Regions from separate parts of the Mus musculus genome. Here regions 2, 3 and 4 are each linked to region 1. A link is a contact called in public ChIA-PET, HiChIP or PLAC-seq and promoter capture Hi-C data. All regions are on one chromosome and are shown on one strand. Each heading gives the region's core, a stretch centred on a gene start, on an enhancer-like site or on the middle of the called end of the contact. The rest is flanking DNA. Distances are from core to core; before and after follow the strand shown.

Evidence for each region. Promoter capture Hi-C pulls out the DNA fragments that hold promoters and counts their contacts. ChIA-PET counts read pairs in DNA pulled down with a chosen protein or histone mark. HiChIP or PLAC-seq counts read pairs in DNA pulled down with a chosen protein or histone mark.
Region 2: a FOXA1 HiChIP or PLAC-seq map of pancreatic cancer cells shows a contact between it and region 1. The contact joins two enhancer-like sites. A contact is called at or near these places in 2 of 115 datasets of contacts at active chromatin or transcription factors (microglia and pancreatic cancer cells).
Region 3: a promoter capture Hi-C map of liver shows a contact between it and region 1, with 1.8 times the contacts expected there. The contact joins the promoter of Slc36a1 here to the enhancer-like site in region 1. A contact is called at or near these places in 3 of 39 promoter capture datasets (embryonic stem cells, liver and pre-B cells), 2 of 484 Hi-C or Micro-C datasets (the N1E-115 cell line and liver) and 1 of 115 datasets of contacts at active chromatin or transcription factors (pancreatic cancer cells).
Region 4: a contact with region 1 is called in an RNA polymerase II ChIA-PET map of memory CD8 T cells, with 100 read pairs. The contact joins two enhancer-like sites. A contact is called at or near these places in 1 of 15 datasets of contacts at CTCF or cohesin (large pre-B cells), 2 of 484 Hi-C or Micro-C datasets (brain and cortical glia), 3 of 115 datasets of contacts at active chromatin or transcription factors (bone marrow-derived dendritic cells, large pre-B cells and memory CD8 T cells) and 3 of 9 other capture datasets (adipose tissue, liver and pancreatic islet).

The regions. Positions count from the first base shown.
Region 1 is chr11:54,935,358-54,938,057 of GRCm38.p6, reverse strand. It overlaps Tnip1 (TNFAIP3 interacting protein 1), which reads left to right. Exons shown (of 19, transcript NM_001199275.2): 5 at 1-111; 6 at 1,517-1,597. Among named protein-coding and RNA genes, the nearest start is that of Tnip1, 26 kb to the left of the region's middle. Within about 2 kb of position 1,382, at least 149 of the 459 cell types and tissues checked have an H3K27ac peak or open chromatin away from gene starts, as enhancers often do. A contact at or near this core is called in the N1E-115 cell line, embryonic stem cells, liver and 2 more, where this site is marked.
Region 2 is chr11:55,235,674-55,238,373 of GRCm38.p6, reverse strand. Slc36a1 (solute carrier family 36 (proton/amino acid symporter), member 1) reads right to left here. Exons shown (of 11, transcript NM_153139.4): 11 at 2,044-2,700. Among named protein-coding and RNA genes, the nearest start is that of Slc36a1, 33 kb to the right of the region's middle. Within about 2 kb of position 1,308, at least 11 of the 459 cell types and tissues checked have an H3K27ac peak or open chromatin away from gene starts, as enhancers often do. A contact at or near this core is called in pancreatic cancer cells, where this site is marked.
Region 3 is chr11:55,203,028-55,205,727 of GRCm38.p6, reverse strand. It overlaps Slc36a1 (solute carrier family 36 (proton/amino acid symporter), member 1), which reads right to left and starts at 1,388. Exons shown (of 11, transcript NM_153139.4): 1 at 1,240-1,388.
Region 4 is chr11:54,616,450-54,619,149 of GRCm38.p6, reverse strand. The region is part of intron 7 of Rapgef6 (Rap guanine nucleotide exchange factor (GEF) 6); the gene reads right to left. Among named protein-coding and RNA genes, the nearest start is that of Rapgef6, 95 kb to the right of the region's middle. Within about 2 kb of position 1,354, at least 18 of the 459 cell types and tissues checked have an H3K27ac peak or open chromatin away from gene starts, as enhancers often do. A contact at or near this core is called in memory CD8 T cells, where this site is marked.

The DNA of each region.
Region 1 (2,700 bases), core at 133-2,632:
ACAAAGGTCCAGGTACATCCTGCTACCAGCACTGCCGCCACCACCACCGCCACCGCCACCACGGGAAACTCCATGGAGAAGCCCGAGCCAGCCTCCAAATCTCCGTCCAATGTAAGTTGCATTTGGAGCTGTGACTGGTTACCTAAAGCTCTTCCCGCCACACATCAGTCTGGAGCGCTGGGATGGGACAGCTTGCCATTTTGAGGTGAAAGTCATGGTTCTCATGACCAGGAAGGTCCTGATCAAACAAGGAGTTTTCTCTCATTTCCTGAGCTATCTAACGTGACCATGCTCACTAACTGGGCACAGACACATACTTCCAAGATGCTCAGAAACCATGTGCTGCAGGCTCAATGGAGAAGTGTAGCCTGGCATCATAGGGCCAGATCCTTCAGATGGTCAGAAGGTGGGTCTTTTCCAAGCTGAGACCACAGATGGGGTCATGGTGGCTCTGACTGGTGGCCAGCTGGGCTGGTTTCTCCCATCTGTCCTACCCCATCCAGGACAGGGAAAGCAGGTCAGGAGGGTGTTTTTGGTTTGGGGGTTTTTTGGTGGGGTATGAAGGAAGAGGTATATGCGTGGAGTGTGTTCTGGTGAGGACAGAGGAGGGCATCAGGTCTCCTGCTCCTTGCTTTATCCCTTACATCTCTTCACTGAACCCAGAGCTTGCCATCTCCAGATAAGCCAGTACCCCAGGGATCCTCTTGTCTCTGTCCACTCCCGTGCTGAGCTGTGAGTTAGGGATGCCCAGCTGTGCTGTTTATATGGGTGCTGGGAAATCCCAAGTTAGGTCTTCCTGCTGGTGTAGCGAATGTTCCACCCACTGAGCCATCTCCCCAGCCCCAGTCACGCCACATTTAAGGGTCTCTTAGAGCCAGGTTCAGATGAACTCTGGGCTCCTCAGCTGATTGAACAGCCAGTGAAGTCTGCGCCTTGGTTGATGACACATTGCAGAGCGGCCTTAGTGTTCTCAGGTCAGTCCTCTCCTGGGATGACCTTTGGGTTGAGTTGGTGAGGCTGGTGCAGGGCCTCCCTTGGTGGTGGCTGTAGTAGCTGCTGCCAGCCAGGGTGACAAGAGGCACCTGAGCCCAGGAGATAGCTTGGTTGCTTTGGCAGGATCTGCCAGCTTGTGCAGAGTCTTGGCTTGTGTGTTGACTCTGTGAACTTGGTTTCCTCATCCGTTCCAACACACACACACACACACACACACACACACACACACACACACACACACACACACACAGAGAGAGAGAGAGAGAGAGAGAGAGAGAGAGCAAATAAATAATACTGTTTCAAGGTTGGCTCGACCCACACCCCTGTTTCACTGATAAATAATGGCCATGGAGGGGTATGACCTCAGATCACAAGGAGGGTGATGGCAGTCCTGTGGTTCTTGGGTGATCTCATGAATAGTGTGTGACTATTGCCTCTAGGAACTCTGCACTGTTTGCCCTTCTGTCTTCCTTGGGGGCAGGGTCCGTTTATCATGGGCAGCTACTAACTTCCTTCTACCTAGGGCGCCTCCTCGGACTTTGAAGTGGTCCCTACTGAGGAGCAGAATTCACCCGAAACTGGCAGCCACCCTACGAACATGATGGTGAGCAGACAGGCATCCCCGCCCCCACCTCCAGCACATCCTTTTCTTTCCTCTCTGTCTGTCACCTGCCCTTTCGTGACACGACACTCAGATCCCTTGGGTCCCCTGTAGTTACATGGGGGACACAGAGGGGCTATAGCATGGGGTGCTTCTTACTCTCATATGCAAATCCCCCGCTGGTGACTTCCCCAGCTTGGGGCACACAGGCACCCCACTGTTGTGAAAGCCTGGGCCACTTGCCAGCCCCACTGGCCTCTGGACCAATCACCTTTCTGTCAGTTACAGTGACTCAGCCTCTTGGGTCTGTAGGTGTGGAAAGGGTCGGCCTGGTGCTGATGGGAGGGGTGGGAGTGATTTACCCTTTTGTGCTTGTCCTTGGCTCCTCCCAGGGGCAGATGGCCCGGAGGTTACACTTTGTGTTCACAAGTGGGGTGCACGCGTTTCTCCAGCTTCGGAGGGGCTGCTCAAATCCACATTCCTACCTTGCAGTGTTTAACCTTAGTCCAGCCGTGCAGTCCTTCTGTTCTTTCTTAAAATGCCAGACTTGGAGAGCTGCTGTGAAAGATCTTCAAGATTTGTCAGAGACCTTAAAGTCCTGTCTTTTCCTCATCCCTCCCTCCTATTTAATGTTTGCTTTATTCTGTTCTGTTTTGCTTTGTTTTCGTGTGAGGCAAACCTCTTGCCTCTTCTCCTAAGTCCATACCATGAAGCATGCCCCACTATAGACCATTAAACTGTTGCTATGCCAGCTCTACTTGGCCTCCCCTTCACCTGCAAACACCACCCCATCTCACACCAGCATTTAACCTTCAGTGCTGAGAGGATCGCCCTGTCAGGATGCTCTGTGTTTTGTCTCCTGGGACCATATGCATCTCGTCCTGTTCTGTCCCTGAGGACTGAGACATGACTGAGAGCAGGCGAGGTTCCCTCGCTCAGAAAGGTTTCAGCGCGCAGTCATGGGCTGATAACTTACCTTTTCCATTAAAGTCTGTCTACGCCAGCTCAGGAGTACACCAACTCCTGCTGGAAGCTTGTAGGCTACTTGGAGAAACCTGAGCACTTGATACACCTCCAGAGATCAGCCCTGGCCACTCCTAGTCCTT
Region 2 (2,700 bases), core at 59-2,558, 300 kb before region 1:
CCGCACACCTTTGCTCCAGGGCCAAGGGCAGAGTAGAATGGAGAGATGGGAGGTGGCTCAGTGGGTAAGAATGTTTTCTGCACAAGCGTGAAGACCTGTGTTCAGATACCCAGAACCCACATTAAAACCTAAGGTATGGACATACATGCTTACAGCCTGTGTCATAGGGGCAGACTAGAGAATTTCCGGATTTGGCTAACATCCAGCCTAGCTCCAGGTTCAGTGAGAAATCTTGTCTCCAGGGAGTAAGCAGGATACCCAACATCTAGGTGTGCACACTTGCACACATATATATGCATATTATCACAATATATTTTAGAAGGCAACCATCTACATTTCTTTTTAAAGATTTATTTATTTATTACATGTTAAGTACACTGTAGCTGTCTCCCAACACACCAGAAGAGGGCATCAGATCTCATTATGGATGGTTGTGAGCCACCATGTGGTTGCTGAATTTGAACTCGGGACCTTTGGAAGAGCAGTCAGTGCTCTTAACCACTGAGCCATTCCTCCAGCCCCAACCTTCGACATTTTTATTGATATGGTCTCACCAAGCTGCACATTGAAAAATAGGCAAATTTTGCTATATGTAGATCAGAATTCAATCTATTTAAAAAGATGAGGGAGACCATGGTCTATGAGAGCGGTTCTCAACCGTCCTAATGCTGCGACCCTTTAATACAGTTCTGCGTGTTGTGGTGACCCCAACCATAAAATTATTTTTGTTGCTACTTCATAACTGTATTTTTGGTACTATTATGATTCATGATGTAAATGCGTGTGTGTTCCATTGGTCTTAGGGGGACTCTTGTGAAAGGGTCATTCAACCTCCCATCTCCGAAAGGAGACTGAGAGCTGCTGGTCTAGGACAAATGTACCATTCAAGATTCACGGTCTCCAAGCACATCTGCAAAGGGCAGAAATGAAGAGGCTGCCTACCTAGGAAAGCCGGGTCAGCTCACTGTCAGTCATACCGGTCAGCTCACTGTCAGTCATACGCATGTCTCCAGCAGAGCAGGGCTTACCTTGAAGAACTTGGAGATCTGGGGTTTGAATTATAGCCATTACATAGGAATGGAGCCTTGATGCAGACGATCATGTAAATAAGTGTTGACTCCCTTCAGTTTTCTAAGCCCCGCATCCTTCTGACACTCCCTTCACCCTCCTGGCTGAGGCTGTAAGCAAAGGGAAGAGGCAGGTACCAGGAGAAGCACAGGAACTCTGGTACCGACCCCTGCTGTGTTCTAGTTCCTTGTGCCCCCTGCTGTGTTGTGGTTCCTTGTACCAGCTGGTGGCCTGTAAAGACTGACTGGCTCTTTCTTTGGGACCTTGGGTTGACTCAGTGTATGTGTGCACACACAGTCATGCACCAGACAAGGAACATGAGTGGTTGGCCACACATGCAATTGTGACCTAATTATTTATTCTGCCTGGTGACTCAGTAGGCATTTCAGTTAATGTAGGTAAATTCTCTCTCTCTCTTTCTCTCTCTCTCTCTCTCTCTCTCTCTCTCTCTCTCTCTGTGTGTGTGTGTATGTGTGTGTGTGTGTGTGAGAGAGAGAGAGAGAGAGAGAGAGAGAGAGAGAGAGAATATAGAAACAAATTTCAAAGGAGAACTAGCTTAGCTGTGGCTGACAGGTGTACAGTTCCTAGGGCTGGTCTCCACTCAAGTGTGGAAGCTGAGAAGCTGGTCTTGTGGTCTGGAGATAGGATTCCTCCTCAGGGAGGCCACGGTTTAAGAACTTTTGGATGTGATGAAGCCACCCACACTAGCAAGGGTAATCTTTACTTTGTCAACTGCTCTAAATGTTAACATTTGCAAACACCCAGGCTCATATTTGACTGAAAAACCAAGCTGATCCCTAAAACTACCCACTGGTATATGCAGAAGGCGACCCAGGATTTCGGGAGAATATCGAAGTGGTTTAGGGAAACAGGGTTGCTTTCCCTTTCTCAGACCCCTGTCCCTTTGTCAGATTGTCCTAACTCAGTGATTTTTTTTCCCTGAAGTGTGAAAACAAAGACACAGTTTGCAACCTCTCAAAAATAAAAAATAAAATTCATTTATTGAAGTGGAAATTTAACACAAGATCCATATGTGCAACCCAAATGAGACCTAGAAGCTCTGACATGACCCACACATGTACACAATGCACATCTGAAGCTATGACATGACCCATGCATGTTCGCAATGCACATCTGAAGCTCTGACATGCCCCACGCGTGTACGCAATGCACATCCAGGTAGGCGCCAGCACACGGTACTGTCTGGCTGTTAAGACTCTCTGTAGGGCAGTTCTCTCGTTCCTTGATTTCAACATATACTGACAGCTTTACGATATAGACGTGGGATTTTATTATTCATAAAAAAAAAATTCCAGCTTCTTCAACATCGGCTTGATTTAAACCAAAGAACAGGGTAAACACCAGGCTCCTTCCAGCCTCATTTTCTGCTGCTTTTTTTTGATAACTGCTTATGAGCACGGTTTAATGTCTCTGACCAGTGAATGGCTCGGGACACACAGAAAAAGAAGACACCGGCCAGACGGAAGCTGGCGCGGCCAGCAGGACTAAAGTGCCTTCAAGTATTGACCACAGTTTCAAAGATGAGCCACATGGCCCGCTTTCCCCTAATGGTATCTGATTTGTAATGTACTTTGGAAAATTAAATTCTCAAGCCAGCTTGGCGCCACCCTC
Region 3 (2,700 bases), core at 139-2,638, 270 kb before region 1:
ACTATAAATTAGGATGCAAACTAGAGGCAAAAGAGATCTTGGTCATGAGAAAGACAACTAAAATTATGAATGTCTAGTTGAGCCATAAATGGGGGGGGGGCAGATTCAAGACAATTAGAAACAGGTAAAATTCTTTTAGAACAAGATCTACTCTTGTTGTAGGCTACTGCCTACAGATTACAAGGAGGGGGTAAATCTCTCCTAACAAAATCAAACAGGAAAAATATGAGTTTCATAACAAAAGGACCCTACCATCATTCATACACTGAAAATGTAAACCCGGGTGAGGGAGGATTCAAAGTCACCTAAGGCATCAAGCAAGAGGCAAAAGCTAAAACACGCTCTGCAGATTCCCCAAAGTCAATTCCTTCCAGGACACTATGTTGCTATCCTGACTCAACAAGCCCCCACCCCCTAATTCCATCCATATAAGCAGTCGCTACCTGAATCTGTCAAATTTCAGAAAACAAAACAAAAAGCAAGCGGTCTTCAAGTTAACATCTGTGCTTTTCATGCCCTAGAGCTCTCTTGGTCCCTCCAGTCTATCCCAGGTCCTATTTCATATTTCTAAGTGACTTCCACAAAACTGCAGAACGGTTAGAAACGAAGCCTGCTGAGTGATGAGGAAAGAGAGAGAGAGAGAGAGAGAGAGAGAGGAAAAAAGAAGGAAAGGAAAGGAAAGGAAAGGAAAGGAAAGGAAAGGAAAGGAAAGGAAAGGAAAGGAAAGGAAAGGAAAAAGCCATCAGTGAACAGAACCACACCCAGAACTCAAGCCTGGCGTGGAGAGCCCAGACACAGCGGAGCTAAACAAGGACGCGCGACCCACAGCGGAAGGGACAAGTGCCTTTTCACAGGGCGAGTTTCCCCGCAGATGGCAACGTGGCAGAAAACAAACAGTTGCAGAAGCTGACACCCTGCTGCAGGGATACCTCGGAAGCCCACACACAGCCCTGGACCTCAGTTTCCCCTACTCTCGGAGGAAAGGAGTTGCGGTCTGGTACCCTGTGACCCAAGGCAAGGGCATAGCTCGAACAGCCACATCTGCAAACGAAGGGTTGGTCCGAGCTAGCCGTCAGTGACTGCCGATGTCACCTGGGAACTATGACTGAACACCTGTCAAAGGTGCATGGGAGACCCCACCCCACGGGTGACCTGTCCCTGAGCAGCAGCATCCGTTTGGCGGGAGGTGCTACAGCAGGAGGTGACTCCCGACTGCAGCGCAGGGCACGCACTACTCACCGGTCGGCCCTGCCCGGCCCGGGCTCCCGCTCCGGCTCCGGCTCCGGCTCTGGCTCCCGCTCCTGCTCAGCCCACCTCGCGTAGCCTCAGCGCCGACCCCTAGCCATGGTTTTCTAGCCTCCTGGACAGCCGCTTCCGGGCCCTGTCACGTGATGCTGGCTCCCTAGCCCAGGTCACGTGCCGCTCCATTCCGTGCTCCTCCTCCCGGACCCTTGTTCTGCAGCGCCACCTGGCGGCCGTCAGCCGCTGCTTCAGAAAGGGCAGTGCTTCTGAGACCACCACAGAGCTAAGGCAGACGACCTAGATTTTGAGGCAGTCTCCAGGGAAGTCGGCATGCAAAATATCCGTAATTTTTAGCCTTGCTAAAATTTATTTGTTCAGCATATATTAACGTGCATTTACTGGTTTATAATCACAAGTTTGCACCTTTTAAAAAATAAATCGTGCAGCTAAGCCTGATGGTACAAGACTGCAATACCAGAGCAGAGAAGAAAAATAGTTCAAGGCCTGTTTGGGTTATAGAGTGAGTTCAAGGATACCCTGGGTGATTTAAAGATACCTTGCTTCAAAAAAATTTAAAAGGGGCTACTGGGAAAATGGTTTACTGGATACAATAAGAACCTGAGTTAAGATTCCCAGTACATATAAAGAGCCAGGCAAGACAATGTGTGCCAGTAACACCAGAGCTTGGGGCCAGAGCAGAAGGATCCCTTGGTCTCTTCAGCAGACTAACTGATCTAGCCAAAACAGTGGGCTCAGGTTCAGTGAGAGAACCTGTGGGGAAAAAAAGTTGAGGGAACAACTCAAGCAGACAATGTCACCATCTGACTCCCCGATGCCCCACTCCACACACACACACACATACTCCATATGCTACACACATACACATACACACACACACACACTCCATACACCACACACATAAATATACTCCATACACCACAAACACACACATACATATACTCCATACACCACATACACACAGACATATACTCCATACACCATATACATACATATACTCCATACACCACACACGTACATATACTCCATGTACACACATATATTTCGTACACCACACACATACGTACATGCACATATGTTCCATACACCACACACACACATACACACACACAAACAACATATACTCCATACATCACAGACACATATACACATATACTCATACAAACATATACCACACATACATACATATACTCCATATACCACACACACAGAGATGCAAAGACAACTTCACACATACACATACTTCATACACCACACACACATACACACTCCATATACCACACACACATACATATACTCCATACACACACATATACTTCATACACCTCACACATACATACATACATACATACATACATACACATATGCATATGTTCCATACACCTCACACATACATACATGTACTCCATACACACAGAGATATAAACAGTACATACCACA
Region 4 (2,700 bases), core at 105-2,604, 320 kb after region 1:
ACAAGTTTCAAAGAGTTAAAAATAGGAACAAAGCTAAAAATGAACAGGAAGAGGAGAGGCAGGGAAATGGGAAGGAGAACTCTTGAGTAAGAGAAGCAGAACCAGAAAGAGCAATGAAGCAACAGAAATACAACATACTGGGCAGAGAAAGAGTGCCAGCAACAGGATCACAGAGAAGAATGGAGAAAAAACAGGTAAGCCATAGGACACAAAACGACCTTAGAGACAGGCAGGAAAGAAAGCCGTATCTGCAATTACAGCCTCCCTGCTGTCAGAACTGCTTCCACATTTTCTCTGTGGGCCAGCATATTAATCTTCTGGCCTTTGTTAATTCACATTAGGGCTCAGATGACAACTTAGTCTTGCTTTATGCACAATTTATAGTGCCTTTGGATTCCTCTTTATTTTTAAGTAGTTAATAATCCAGAATGAATATACAATGAGCTCCTTTAAGACTAGAAAAGATGGTTTGTAACAGTCTGCTGCTATGGCCTGGACCATTATCCTCTTTTCCTTTTTGAGACAGGGTTTCATGTGGCCCAGATGGGCCTTGACCTGTAGCCAAGAAGGCCTTTAAACTTCTGATCTTCCTGCTGCCATTTAGGATTATAGGTATATGCTCCTATGCTCAGTTTATGAAGTGCTAAGGTTGAACCTAATGGTAACGGTAAGCACTCTACTAACTGGGCTACATACATCTTCCTCCCTTTTCAACAGTGCTAGGCATCAAATATAGGGCCACCCAAGGCTCCTTTAGCCAAGGCATATCCCCAGATCCTAAAACTTTTTAAAAAAGAGTTATTCATTTATTTATGAATATGAGTGGTGCTCTGTCTTCATGAACACCAGAAGAGGGAATCACATACCATTAAAAATGGCTGTGAGCTACCATGTAGGTGCTAGAAATTGGACTCAGGATTTCTGGAAGAGTAGTCAGTACTCTTAACCATTGCACTATCTCTCCAGCCCATAAAAATTATAACTATTTTCATTATATGTATATGAATGTTTTGGCTACATGTATTGTAAGTAAACTGCATGTGTGCCTGGTGTCCACAGAGGTCAGAAAAGGGCATCTAATTCCCTGCACTGGGGTTATTGATGGTTGTGAGCTGCTATATGGAGCTAGGAGCCAAAATCACAAGTGCTCTTACATGGAGCCATCTCTCCAACACCCTAAAAATTCTTAATAGAAAGAAATCTTAACTTCAAGATGATGGTGCTGGAAGGTGGAGCCTCTGAGCAGCTAAAACCTCACCAAGTTATTAGAATCCTCATGAATGGGTAGTGCCTCACGGGTAGTACTATACGAGGCCAGAGGAAGCCCATCCAACCTTTCTTCCATATGAGGAAATAGCTAGATGGTGCCATCTACAGATCAGAAAGAGATCTTTCACAGGATAGCAAATTTGTCATTACTGTAATTTGGAATTCCCAGCATCTAAAACCATGAAAAGTGAATTTCTACTGTTTGTGAGCTACCCAGTGCACGGCATTTTTTTTTGAAACAGCAGCTTGAATGGACTATGATAGTATCTCATATACAATATCCTATTCTGTAACCAACATGTACTTTAAAGCAAAAAGAAGGATTCTCATTAACTGTAAAATGAACAGATGAATAAATTTAACTATATGTGGTGGCTCACGCTTACAATCCCAACATATGAAAGACTGAATCCCTGAGTTCTAGACCAGCCCAGAGTAACACTGGTGGTTGGCATGGTTAAGAGAGTAAATATGAAGACTCAAATGGAAGAGATGGACAATGGTCGACTAAAAGGAGCAGAATAATCACAGGATTAGAATGATAATATTAAGAGATGGTAGGAGACTCACTTTTGTAGGATAGTTAGCAAACTGAGCCCGCCCTAGGCAGATCATTAAAAAGATTATGATAAATAGGTTAAGCACAGGGGTCTAGTAGGACAAGGATTAAACCTCTCTTGGTTTTCCTTTCCTGTCACATGTACTTTGTACATATAATGCGGTGAGTACAAGCTGACTCTACGATGAGTTGGCCTTCACCAAATAAACCATCAGAGAATATCTCTTTCCTGTTTGCAACTAAACATGAAGCTACAGTAAAAGGTGCCACATGTTTAATGAAAATGTTATACAAACTTATAAAAACCACATTTAAAATTGAGGTTTAAGTGTTAAGCCAGCACTTCATATTTTCAATGCTTTTCCTTTCAGCATCATCATGTCCAGGTTCCCTTTTCAGGGACCATTCAGCTTTTAAGCTCATCTTGTCTTCTTGGTCAGAGGAGAATTTTGTGCAATGAAATCTTCCACAATTCTGCAGTCCAGGATAGCCCTGTCCATTTCTCTCCTCTGCCTTACAGACCAACATTTTAGTTAGCAGAGATATTTTGCCATTTACCTTGAAACCAATACTGGTATTTACTTCAAATATTATTCACCTTGAATTTTTTTCTAGATTACTTCTAAGTACCACAGTGCTTGACTCAGCAAAAGAAACAAGATCAGTAAAAACATAAACTCCCATCTGCATAAATTTATTCTGATAATAAATACACACAAAACACCAAAAACACAGCTAAGAAAAAGCATGCTGAGGGTCCAGCAGCATGTACTCTTGCCATGAAGCAGACTCTAAGTGCTGTAGGAAACTAATGGAATACAGAACCAGATGGCAGATGGTAGTGGGAAATGAAAGGCTTGAAATTCGTAGTT